Regions from separate parts of the Mus musculus genome. Here region 1 is linked to region 2. Evidence: chromatin contacts called from public ChIA-PET data. All regions are on one chromosome and are shown on one strand. The core of a region is the stretch at or near the end of the contact, and the rest is flanking DNA. Distances in the headings are between cores, read along the strand shown. Region 1 overlaps Scaf4 (SR-related CTD-associated factor 4). Region 2 has its middle 24 kb from the start of Tiam1.

What was found. ChIA-PET counts read pairs in DNA pulled down with a chosen protein or histone mark.
Region 1: an RNA polymerase II ChIA-PET map of memory CD8 T cells shows a contact between it and region 2, with 6 read pairs. The contact joins two enhancer-like sites. A contact is called at or near these places in 2 of 115 datasets of contacts at active chromatin or transcription factors (memory CD8 T cells and microglia) and 1 of 9 other capture datasets (adipose tissue).

What each region holds. Positions count from the first base shown.
Region 1 is chr16:90,275,912-90,281,343 of GRCm38.p6, reverse strand. All of the region lies in intron 1 of Scaf4 (SR-related CTD-associated factor 4), which reads left to right. Among named protein-coding and RNA genes, the nearest start is that of Scaf4, 5.9 kb to the left of the region's middle. Within about 2 kb of position 2,098, at least 55 of the 459 cell types and tissues checked have an H3K27ac peak or open chromatin away from gene starts, as enhancers often do. A contact at or near this core is called in adipose tissue and memory CD8 T cells, where this site is marked.
Region 2 is chr16:89,982,378-89,988,116 of GRCm38.p6, reverse strand. It overlaps a transcript of Tiam1 not described here. Among named protein-coding and RNA genes, the nearest start is that of Tiam1, 24 kb to the right of the region's middle. Within about 2 kb of position 1,861, at least 121 of the 459 cell types and tissues checked have an H3K27ac peak or open chromatin away from gene starts, as enhancers often do. A contact at or near this core is called in adipose tissue and memory CD8 T cells, where this site is marked.

The DNA of each region.
Region 1 (5,432 bases), core at 849-3,348, 290 kb before region 2:
TGTGAGCCAAAGTAATTCAGGGACCTTGGTGCCCGGCAGTTCCATAAATGGCTTTTGCCACTGTATTCTAGATGCCGAGATGGTGATGGTGCCATCAGTGTAAGCCAGTCTTCAAAATTAAGCTTGGTGGAGAAGAACGTGTGTTTGGTTGTGAAATAGGTTAAGTAGCTGTTGTGTGGAACGGTCACATGGATGTTTTTGGCAAGCCATAGGGAATGTAGTATTTAAAGTTGGAAGTAGCCAAAACAGGGACAGAGTCACTCTCAGATGGGTGCTGGTGCAAATTCCAGAGTGCAGGGGAGAGAGAGAGAGAGTATGCTTTGGCTTGCTTGTTGGGCACTTTATGTCTGCTTTAACAGGCATGTATTCCTGCAGCCTTGCACAGACATCCAGTTACATAGAGAGAGGCAGATTTTCAGAGAAGTTAAATAAAAATTCACTGAAGAAAGGGCCCATTTCTAAATATTGGCAGAGCCAAGGTTTGAATGTAAACGTCTTCTTAATTGATATGCTTTGTAGAGTACCAAGGGACTGGGCAACAGACTTATGGCCACTGAGCCTTTAAGGGTAATAGAATTTGAAGTTTGGGGTTGAATGCATAAGGAAGTAAGAGGTCAAGTGCACTCTTTGGTTGTTTGGTTTTGAGTAGTTAGAGTAGTTAGAGGATGGGTGATGGGAAGCACTGCTGAACAGCAGGCCATGTGTTTATGTGTGTTACACTATAAGGTTTAGTCTTGGTAGGAGGTGGGACTATCAGATGCGATTGGGCTGTTGGGGTGGTATGGCATGAACCCTAGTCTCTATGAGGTAGGAAGAGGCTTTGGGGCTGGAGGCATTGCCCTGGTTAAGAGTGCTGACTGCTCTTGCTGGAGACCTGGCCGCTCACACACCAGTCTGTAACTCCAGTTCCAGGCAATCTGATGCCCTCTTCTTGTGCACAGACATACATTCAGACAGAACATCCATATACATGAAATAAACTTGAAAGGAGAGAATTAAGCAGATTCAGGGAAGGAATGTGAAGAGGTGAGTTGAAAGCAGCAGGAGAAGGTTGGGAATGGTAAAAGGAAGGCAGATTGGGAATGATGTCACTGAAGTCTGCTTGGTACAGAAGAAGAAAGGCACTCATTAACTTGCTATTTGGGTGTACTATTCTCTCAAAGACACTGATAAATAAGTCTTGATGGACTAAGGCAGGTCCATGTTGGCCAATACTTTGTACTCTTCCTTGTGGTTTTCCTCAGTGTGAAAGTTTAAAATTTCGCTGAAGTTTATGGAATGAGTAAAAATTACAGAATTTTTTAGCTGGGTGGTGGGTGCCTTCAATCCCAGCACTTGGAAGGTAGAAAGTTACAGATTTTTAACCCCTATAATTATATTTTTAGGCTTTCAAAGAATATAGCCTACCCCTCCCATATATCTCTAATTTTAAAATCTTGAATGTATAAAAATACTGTAAATTTTTTTTAATGAAAATGAGTTTGTTTATTTTTTTTTAATTTAAAAATAGCTCTTTTTGTTTTTGTCCTCTCCTAAGCTGTTGCTTCCAACAGACAATCAGATGGTGAATTGAGGCCTGTGACCAATGAAGTCAGAGTCTGTGTTTGTACATATGTTGCTTTTTGTGCACATTAAATGTGCTTAAATTCTTCAAAGAATCCATTTTTGCTGATAAACTGCAATGAACTTTGTCAAATGTATTCCTGTGCACATCCCTCTGAGCTGACAGTTGTACTCACATTGCACTTTGACTCCTTTAGATTCTCAATGTTAAAGGCAATAGCAAACTGTATTTTTATATGTATTAGAAGTATAAACTCAAAGTATGGGGGGGGGGGAGTTCCATCAGTAACAGCCCCTGGCAAGCACTGTTGCACTATTGTGCTTGTGAGAAAATGAAAAAGGAGAGGAAGCATCTAGAGTCTTGACATGACTACGGCACCAACGAGCTTTCTGAGGTGTTAGCACTGAGGTGTGGCATACAGTGCTGCTTTGCAGGGAGGGGAGAAATAGAAGTAGTCTTAAGACCCAGCTATCTTAAAGTCAGACAGATTAAGCTGTGAGGACTTGGTTATGAGCTGATGCTCTGCGGCCGGCCGCTCTTGACTCAGCACTTACCCTGAAAGGAGAAGTCTGTCAGCTGGGAGCTTGCTGTCCCTGCTTACACTGTAAGTGCCTTGATGTTTCACCTCTTGGTTACTAGGGACGATTGTTCAATGGAACTTAGATCTCTGTTGAGACTATTCCTGTTTTTTAACCTGCAATGTTAATACTTTTTAAATCAATCTTTATTGAGAGATCTGAGTGGGAAAAGGTTTCAGAATGCTCTTATTTTGTAAAAGGGACATACTAATCTGTTAGCAGCTTTCTACAGGATTTGCCTTGTTATTCCAGGAGAGTTTGGATTCTGTTAGTTACCGTTTTCTTCTATTCCCAAGTCTGTCTCTGTCAGTGTTCGAAGTCTATTTACACAGTAATAATGGAAGGAAATTTGGCTCTTCAGAACATTCCAACAGCACTTATCCCTAATGTTGATAAAAATGTGTTCCTCTTTAACATTTTTGTCAAGTATTTAGCTCCAGAAAAAATTACCTATATAATAATAAATTGATTTAAAGATAAATATGAGTAATAGAAAGATTTAGTTTTTACATATGGTTAAACAGAATTGGAGATAATCTAATACCTTTTTTTTTTTTTTAAAGAAAGATGACAAAATGATGGTTTTCTTTGTTTAAAGCCAGAAATAAGTTGTAGGTTTTTGGCCATGGGCTAGAAGAAGACACAGTTTAAGTATTTTCGAGTTACTTTGTATGGATGTCTGTACACATTGAAATCACATTTTAAATTACCTTGATAACACAGTATTATATCCCCTGACCATGACTGTTAGAGTCAGCAGTTGTGTGGCTTGTTGGTTACATTCCTTACTTTATAGTTAGAGTGTTTTGTTTGTTTTTTATTGTTGTTGTTGTTGTTTTTTTCCCGAGACAGGGTTTCTCTGTGTAGCCCTGGCTGTCCTGGAACTCACTCTGTAGACCAGGCTGGCCTCAAACCCCGAGTGCTCAAAATCCGCCTGCCTCTGCCTCCCGAGTGCTGGGATCAAAGGCATGTGCCACCACGCCCAGCATAGGTAGAGCTCTTTACTGATGTATATGAACTGACACCTTACCAGGTAGCTGGGTTAGAGTAATCTGAAAACCAGGGGAAACTCTGGGAAGCAGTTAAGAATTAGAAACTAGGTTTTTTGTTGTTGTTTTGGGTTTTTTGTTTTTGTTTTTCCACTTGTTATGTTTTATCAGAGGCGAGTGGACAATAGACCCACTAAAAATGGGCAGCCATGCAGTTAGCTCTCCAAAGTTCTCATTTGTTTGGATAATTGGAGTGCCATAGTATAAGCCCATGTGATTAGTAGTCTGCACTGGAACAGACTCTAGATGGGCAGAAGAGTTGACAGTGCAGGGTTTTCTTCACAGACACTTATTTTCACAAACATAATCAGTAATTAGGTTTAAAAAAGGGCCAAAATGCGGGTGTGGTGGTGCACGCCTTTAATCCCAGCACTCGGGAGGCAGAGGCAGGTGGATTTCTTAGTTCGAGGCCAGCCTGGTCTACAAAGTGAGTTGCAGGACAGCCAGGGCTACACAGAGAAACCCTGTCTCGAAAAAACCAAAAAAAAAAAAAAAAAGAAAAAAAGCCAAAAAAGAAATTTGAACTGTATACACATGCATAGAATCATACCAGTTGCAAGTACGTATCACAGCAGAAAAGTGTAGTTAGTTAGTACCTAATAAAACTTCTTTTAAAAGGTTTATTTTATTTATTTATTTTATGTATATGAGTACACTGTTCCTCTCTTCAGACACACCGGAAGAGGGTATCAAATCCCATTACAGATGGCTGTGAGCCACCATGTGGTTGCTGAGAATTGCACTCAGGACCTCTGGAAGAGCAATCAGTGCTCTTAACCTCTGAGCCAATTCGTCGGCCTGTAAATTGTTTTGTCAGTGGCTACTAAACTTAACCTTCACAATTTTGTTCAGTAGACAGTTAAATGACTAGATACCCTTAACTGAAGAAAAAATAATCTTTTAATTACAAAGTTGTACATGAGGCAGCATGTTTATAGGCAGGAAGTCCCTGGGAGTCTGGTAGGAACATAAAAAGCCTGGTTGACAATAAGACTGAGAACTCCTAATACCGGCTATGTGTGCAGCATTGATTTTAGTGTCAGTTATCATCTTAATCAAAAACTACCCTACGGAGAGAGGCAAGTGAAAGTACTCGCTGAGAGTCTCACCACCTGAGTTCAGTCCCTGGAACCTTAGCAAAGGTGAAAGGAGTGAAACCACCCCGTCAAGTTGTCATCTGGCCTCCACATACGCTCCCACACACCACAGACTTCTGTCTTAATTCAGTCATGCTTTTTACCTCAAAAAACAGTGTCTGATTTTTTACCTGTTTATACCACTGTAAACTTCTGTATGAATTCCCATTTCCCATTTGTCATTTAGTAATGACATTCTGCATAATTTTTGTTCATGAGGCTTCAGTTTTAAAGCTCCATATTCACTGTATGTTTGACACTTATTCTAGCTCTTTGCAAGTATATTAGAAACATAATCTCAGCAAGGAGAAGGCATTGATATAACCAGCATAGTTGAGTATATTGCTCAAACACAGGAATATACTCAGGTATATCACAAGACTGGAGACACTGGACCCAAAGAAATCTCAGTTTCATAATTTTTTACAGTGACTATTTGGAACTGACAACTTGAGGTGGGGAAATGGGTATTTCCTGATGAACTTATGCTCAGTGGATTTGCGCTCTAGGTTATATGTAGGCTTGCCAGTGGAATGTTGGTTAATCCCAGCAGGAGCCACTGTACTCCTTTAGGACTTAAGAGTCTAGACTAACAAGATACTAGGATGGTGGGATATTTTATTCCTGATGGTATTTAAATTACAAATACTTAATGGTAAGTAAAGAATAAACAGAGCATGTGTTGTGTTTAGACCGGATCTTATTTATCCTATTCCCTAGGCCACTAGTCTACTGGTGGAGTTGCCTCTCTCTATAAGCTATTGTGTTAAAGCAGTTGACCAACTTTGTAGTATATAATCTACCTCTGAAAGATCTCCAGTGTTTTTGTGTACTTAATAATGAGATTTCTATTTTGTCCTCTCCCTGTTCTTGGTTAGCACTAACTTTTAACTGAAGCAATAAAACCCTACCTACATAGGGTATAACTACATTATTATTATAATGTATCTAAGTTTTTATAGGTTTTATTTTATTTGTAGGAGCATTTTGCCTGTGCATCAGGTGCACACTGCCAGCAGAGGCCAGAAGGGGAGATTTCTGAGAATTGCAGTTATGGGTGGTTGTAAAGCCACCATGTGGGTACAGGGAACTGAACCTGTTGTTC
Region 2 (5,739 bases), core at 612-3,111:
CGTCATTCCCACACAGATTCTTCTGTGGTTCTTTGTGCTTCCTTTGCTTATAAATTTGATCCCTGACACACTTGTCTTCAGGTTTTCCAGTGAACTATTTAGAGGGGGAAAGAAACCCTACCTCCAAGCATCCTTATTTCCTGGGAAACGGACAGCTATTGTAGAGGAAGGCTATGGGGTATAAGTACAAAATGCTGTCACTGTGTCTCTGAGCTTCCTCCTCATGGAAAGGAAAGACAGCCCCCAACCCTCGCCCCCTCCTATTTTAAACTGGGTAAACTAAATTGCTTTGGCCAATGGGCAAAATCCACCTTAAGGGTGATGTATAGGTTTTTATTCTATGGCCTTGGCCAATGGTCCTGAGGGAATGATATTCATGGCTGTGCTGGTAGACAATGGGAAGCCCAGTGGCTTGGTCGGTTACTTCTGGGTCGCTCCTTAGATCAGGAAATGTATATGGAGAAATGATGTTCTAGATAATAAGACACATGCTGGAGCTGGAGAAACCCATGAGGTATGGATGCCGCTTACCAGAGACTCGTTGAGGGCCATTGTGTGTGACAGAAACCCCCACCTATCCCTGGCACAGAGGCTATAAGGAGAGCGTGCCCAGCCCAGAGTGGAAAACCCCCACTCTCAGGAGCTGAGAGGAATCTTTCTCTCTGGACTATCTGTAGCGCTGTAGATCTAGGGTTCTCAAACTTGGTCCGAGGGCCGGATTCTTCTGGGTTCCTCTGAGTGTAAGGTCCTTGACGTAAGAAGGCCTCTTAGGTTTTTAAGTGGTTGGGAGAAAAAAGACCAGATGAGCAGTACTGTATACCACATTGGTCGCTGACAGCACACATGTGCCAGTGCCTCCTGGTGAGTACTGAGCACCGCGCAGGGCTGTGGCTGGCTTAGTTGAGGGGGATGGTCTCAGGTGTCTTTGCTGTGAGGAAATCATGGCCCCGTGCAGCTCCCCCCAGAACTCGCGCCTCCTGTTAGGCAGCACAGGACTGTTACAGTCTGTGTCATGTGACTGACTAGCATGTGAAATTTGAATTTCAGTCTTCATGCGCAAAGTGATACTGGAACAAAGCCACACTGGCTCAGTGGCCTGTACTCTCTGATTGTTGACACGTTCTCCAGAGCCTAGGAGAGTTTGCCCATTAGGGTTTTCTAGCCCCTGTTCTGATGCAGCCAGCACAAGCCCAGGTAGTTCTAGCTGTACCGTCCGTAATCCACCTATGACGTACATGCATCAGTTCCCACCATATGCGTGAACTCAGCTTCCTCTCCTCCCCGGCCCTGCCTTCAGTTGCTTGTGGCACGGGTTGCAGGCATCGCTGCCTCCTACAGGGCCTTCATCAGGCTCCCTATAGAGGCCGGAGGAGTACACGGGTGGATGGATATTCACCCAGGCCCTTTCAGGACTTCTCTTGTACTCTCCGCTGCACTTGGAGAAGAGGAGCTCTGTCCGTTGATCTGTGAGAGAACACTCCACCAGCAATTTGTAAATGGCGCTTTGGTTAACAGACTTGTCGCAGTTGGAATCCTTTTGTTTTGGGCCATCCATAGGAAAGCAGACAGTGCAGGGCTAGGGTCTTTCATCCTTTTCTAGGCCCTGGGATGCTGCGAAGCTCACCATACAGAGAAATATTGAGAAATCTGCAGGCTAGTGCCTGCATTTGGACCGTTCCGTGTAACACTGAAACCTCATGCTTTCTGGCAGAGATAACGGAGTGACGTGTGAATATAAAAGTCAGCGATAAGACCCATGCAGCCGAGGGTTCAGCAGCGTTGTCACGGGTCACGCTGGCTCCTGGTGGCTCTTTCTTGGAACCCAACACCACTCATCTCTCCTTAAGCAGAGCCCCTCAGCAGAGCTACAGGAAGAGGCTTTTCTGCTCGTGGCTCCACTGCCTGTGGTTTCAAGGGCACTTCCTCTGGTTGCCCCAAGCAACTGGTTTCCTCCAAACCAGAAAGCTTTCTTTGGAAGAACTCTGAGATCGTAATCTCAAGGCTGGCAAAGGCAGCTGTAGCTACCGCTCCGCTTTCAGGCACTGGTGGGAGGGAGATAAGTCTATCCTAGCCATCCTCTGACTATTCAGTGTTTGGGAAAGGAAAAAAAGAAAGATTCGACAGAGAAACACATGAGGATGTTGGGCCAGCACGAGTCACCGAAGGTTGTTTGAAAGGACATAATCAGAGAAAGCTCTGGGGAGTGGCAACATGTTCTACACAGAATGTGGGGTGGAGAGCGGTGCTCCTAGCAGGGCCAGCCTCCACTGCTTATCACTGCAGAGCAACCGAACAGTAAAACCCTTTCAAGACACCCATCGAGTACCATACATCATGAGTGAGACCTGAGGGTTGCCGGACTAGAAGCCCCAGTGGTCTGAAGGCTTGCTAATGTGGCACTTGTTTTCCTGGGTGAGGGTCAAGAGAGGCTGGAGTTAGGGGAGCAGAGGATGCAGAGAGGATCTCTCTGACACCCCTGTTTTCCAGGTTTCCGTTGTTCTGACTCAGACCAGTATAGCCCAAGCAAAGTTGTTCAAAGCTGGACACATTCATGTTTAAAAACCAAGACCTGGGTTAGTTAGCCAGATGGCTCAGCAGGTAAAGGCAGTTGCCTTTACACAAGGTTGGACCCCTCAACCTCCATTTGGTCCCTGCAACCTTCATGTCAAAGGTGGAGAACTCATTCCTGTAAGTTGCCCTCTGTCCACCCCATAAGCAACTTGTCTTGAGGACCCTTGCCCAACATAAATAACTTGCAATAAAATAATTTCTTGCCGGGCAGTGGTGGCGCACGCCTTTAAATTAAGCCCAGCACTTGGGAGGCAGAGGCAGGCAGATATCTGAGTTCGAGGCTAGCCTGGTCTACAGAGTGAGTTCCAGGACAGCCAGGGCTATACAGAGAAACTCAGAAAACAAATTTTTTTTTTTTTTAAAGAACAAAATTCAAGGTAGTTCTATGATTAGCTTGTATGGACCATTGGCCGGCTTCCTCAGTCACTTGGACCCTGGGCAGGAGGAGTCTTGATCTCTGTTTGAGCATGTGGTTAGGGATAAGGGTAAAGAAAGCACAGAAAAGCAAGCACAAACTAACGTGGCCAAACCTGGATCCTATTGCCAGGCCTTGCAGATTCTCCCACCAGAGAACTTGGTGTCCTGTTCTGTAGTGTTGTTCTAACGAGAGTGGGTTCGTGTTATAGATGTGAAGACTTCGTGCTATCCCCGGAGATGGTGGGCTGGCATTTCTTTAGGAAAAACAAAACAAAACAAAACAAACAAACAGTGATTGCCTTATTTGGTGGTCATGAATGCATGCTTCACTGTGAGAAAGGTGAGCCTTAGGTGGATGGTCTGAGTCTTTAGGCAGTGTCGGGTAGGACAGTCTGATCCTTTGCACTTCCTGTCTTGTGCCCTTGGCTGGAGGCTCCATGCTCATAGTTCATCCACTCTCAGTAACACCAGAGAGATTGATGGGGGCAGAGGGTTCTCTGAGCCCGCTCTTAAGTCCTGCTCTCAGTCTTAAATAAGTCACAGCCAAGGTTACATTCGTACCCATGCATGGTTTGTGATATGTGTTCATATCTGTACACATGCATATGTGTGTGTGTCTATAAATATATGTGTGTATTTACAGAACAAAATTAGTATACATACATATATTCATACATCAATTTATTATCCATCTGATCATCTGTCTGTCCGTTCATCCATCCACCCACTCTCTATCTGACAGTATCTCTCCAAAAAGAGGCATTTGAATTTGTGATCTTGCCATACACTCTCCAAATACTGGGGGAAAGAGCATGTTTGGCAAAGCATCTTCTTTAGCAAAGTGCATTGTCTGTCACTGAGCTGTTTTAATGGAGTGGTGATGTTTGGACAGGGTTTTATGGCTACCGATGAAATGAAGACTTTATTTGGGGAGGAGGACCAGTAGTGGGAAATAATTTTCTCCAAGATAACTTCAGATTTTATTAAGCCTTCTTCAGGTGTGAAATGCACCACGTGTCCTGGTGGCTGTGTCCTGCGAGTGAACGATTGGCCTGATGGGTGAGGCGATGATCAATTCTGCAGTCGCCTGACCCAGACAGACCTTATTCCCATAAACAGTTATCTTTCATTTCCACCTACCTCAAGAAAACACATGAGCCTTGTCTTAGTCAGGGTTTCTATTCCTGCACAAACATCATGACCAAGAAGCACTTGGGGAGGAAAGGGTTTATTCGGCTTACCCTTCCACATTGCTGTTTATCACCAAAGGAAGTCAGGACTGGAACTCAAGCAGGAGCTGAAGCAGAGGCCATGGAGGGATGTTACTTACTGGTTTTCTTCTCCTGGCTTGCTCAGCTTGCTCTCTTATAGAACCAAGACTACCAGCCCAGGGATGGCACCACCCACAAGGGGCCCTCCCTGCTAGATCACTAACTGAGAAAATGCCCCACAGCTGGATCTCATGGAGTCACTTCCCCAACTGAAGCTCCTTTCTCTGATAACTCCAGCCTGTGTCAAGTTGACACATAAAACCAGCCAATACAGGCCTGAAGTTTATGAAGCTGTGTCTTCTGTCTTTATAGTTTGTGCGACAGACGATGACATTTGGCTTTGTTTATTTGTTTGCTTGTTTATTTATATTGTAAAGGCTCTCCATATGTAGCCTAGGCTGACTTCAAACTCTGATCTTTCTGTTTCCTTTCCTCAGAGGCTTAGATTAGCTCAGCAATGCTAAGGCCAGAACCAGCGTGCTCAGTTTGTTTCATAACAATATACGAGTGGACGCCCAGGTTATGAAGTTTGCTGTGTCTGGCTTGATTGCCCCAAAGGTTGTGAAAGGCTATGGGGATAAGATTCACTTGTCTCCTTTGTTGTTTGTTTTTATCGGTTTCATTTGGACCACCATGTTGTGCTCCACTGTGCTGCAGATGGCCCTATGGGTTAGCATGTGTTGGCCACTGCTAGCCACAGTGCAGAGCATCCTTAAGGACACGCGTGTCCTTGTACTTGGTGAATGCGTTTTGTGGTTCTGTCCTCATTCCTGGAATTGCAGATTTCTCTTCCTCAGTAAAGAGATTAACCCAGCTGCCCTCTGTGTCAGTGTTAGAGAGTGCCTTCCGACTTTATCCTTAGGGAGACCTTGGCATTATTCTCCACTTTGCTTATATTCTGCTAATAAGTGGATTTCCTGGTTTTAATTTTTTTTTCATAATTCACAATGTCATTTCCCAATTCTAATTTATTTGACTATCCTCATTTGTAAACTCCTTGTTCAAACCACCTGTCATCCTTTGATTTGAGAGCTGATCTTTTGGAATATTGACTTTGTATACTTTTGTTTATTGTCATGAGTTGATTAGGTAATTGTGTGTGTATGTGTTTGGGCAGATGTGCAGTGGGGCAGATGTGTGGGGGTTCGGTCTCTCCTTTTACCACATGGGCCCCGCAGATCAAGCTTAGGCTGTCCTGTCCTGCCTGGCAGCAGGAGCCCCTGGACTATCCAACTGTAGCTCTGGTCCTGTGGATAGTCCTATAAATCGTTCTTTATAACACTCTTTCAGAATTATGTTGTTTTCCCCCCTTATACGTTTCCTATTTATTTAAAAAACCCTCAGCCGGGCGTGGTGGTGCACACCTTTAATCCTAGCACTTGGGAGGCAGAGGCAGGCGGATTTCTGAGTTTGAGGCCAGCCTGGTCTACAAAGTGAGTTCCAGGACAGCCAGGGCTATACAGAGAAACCCTGTCTCAAA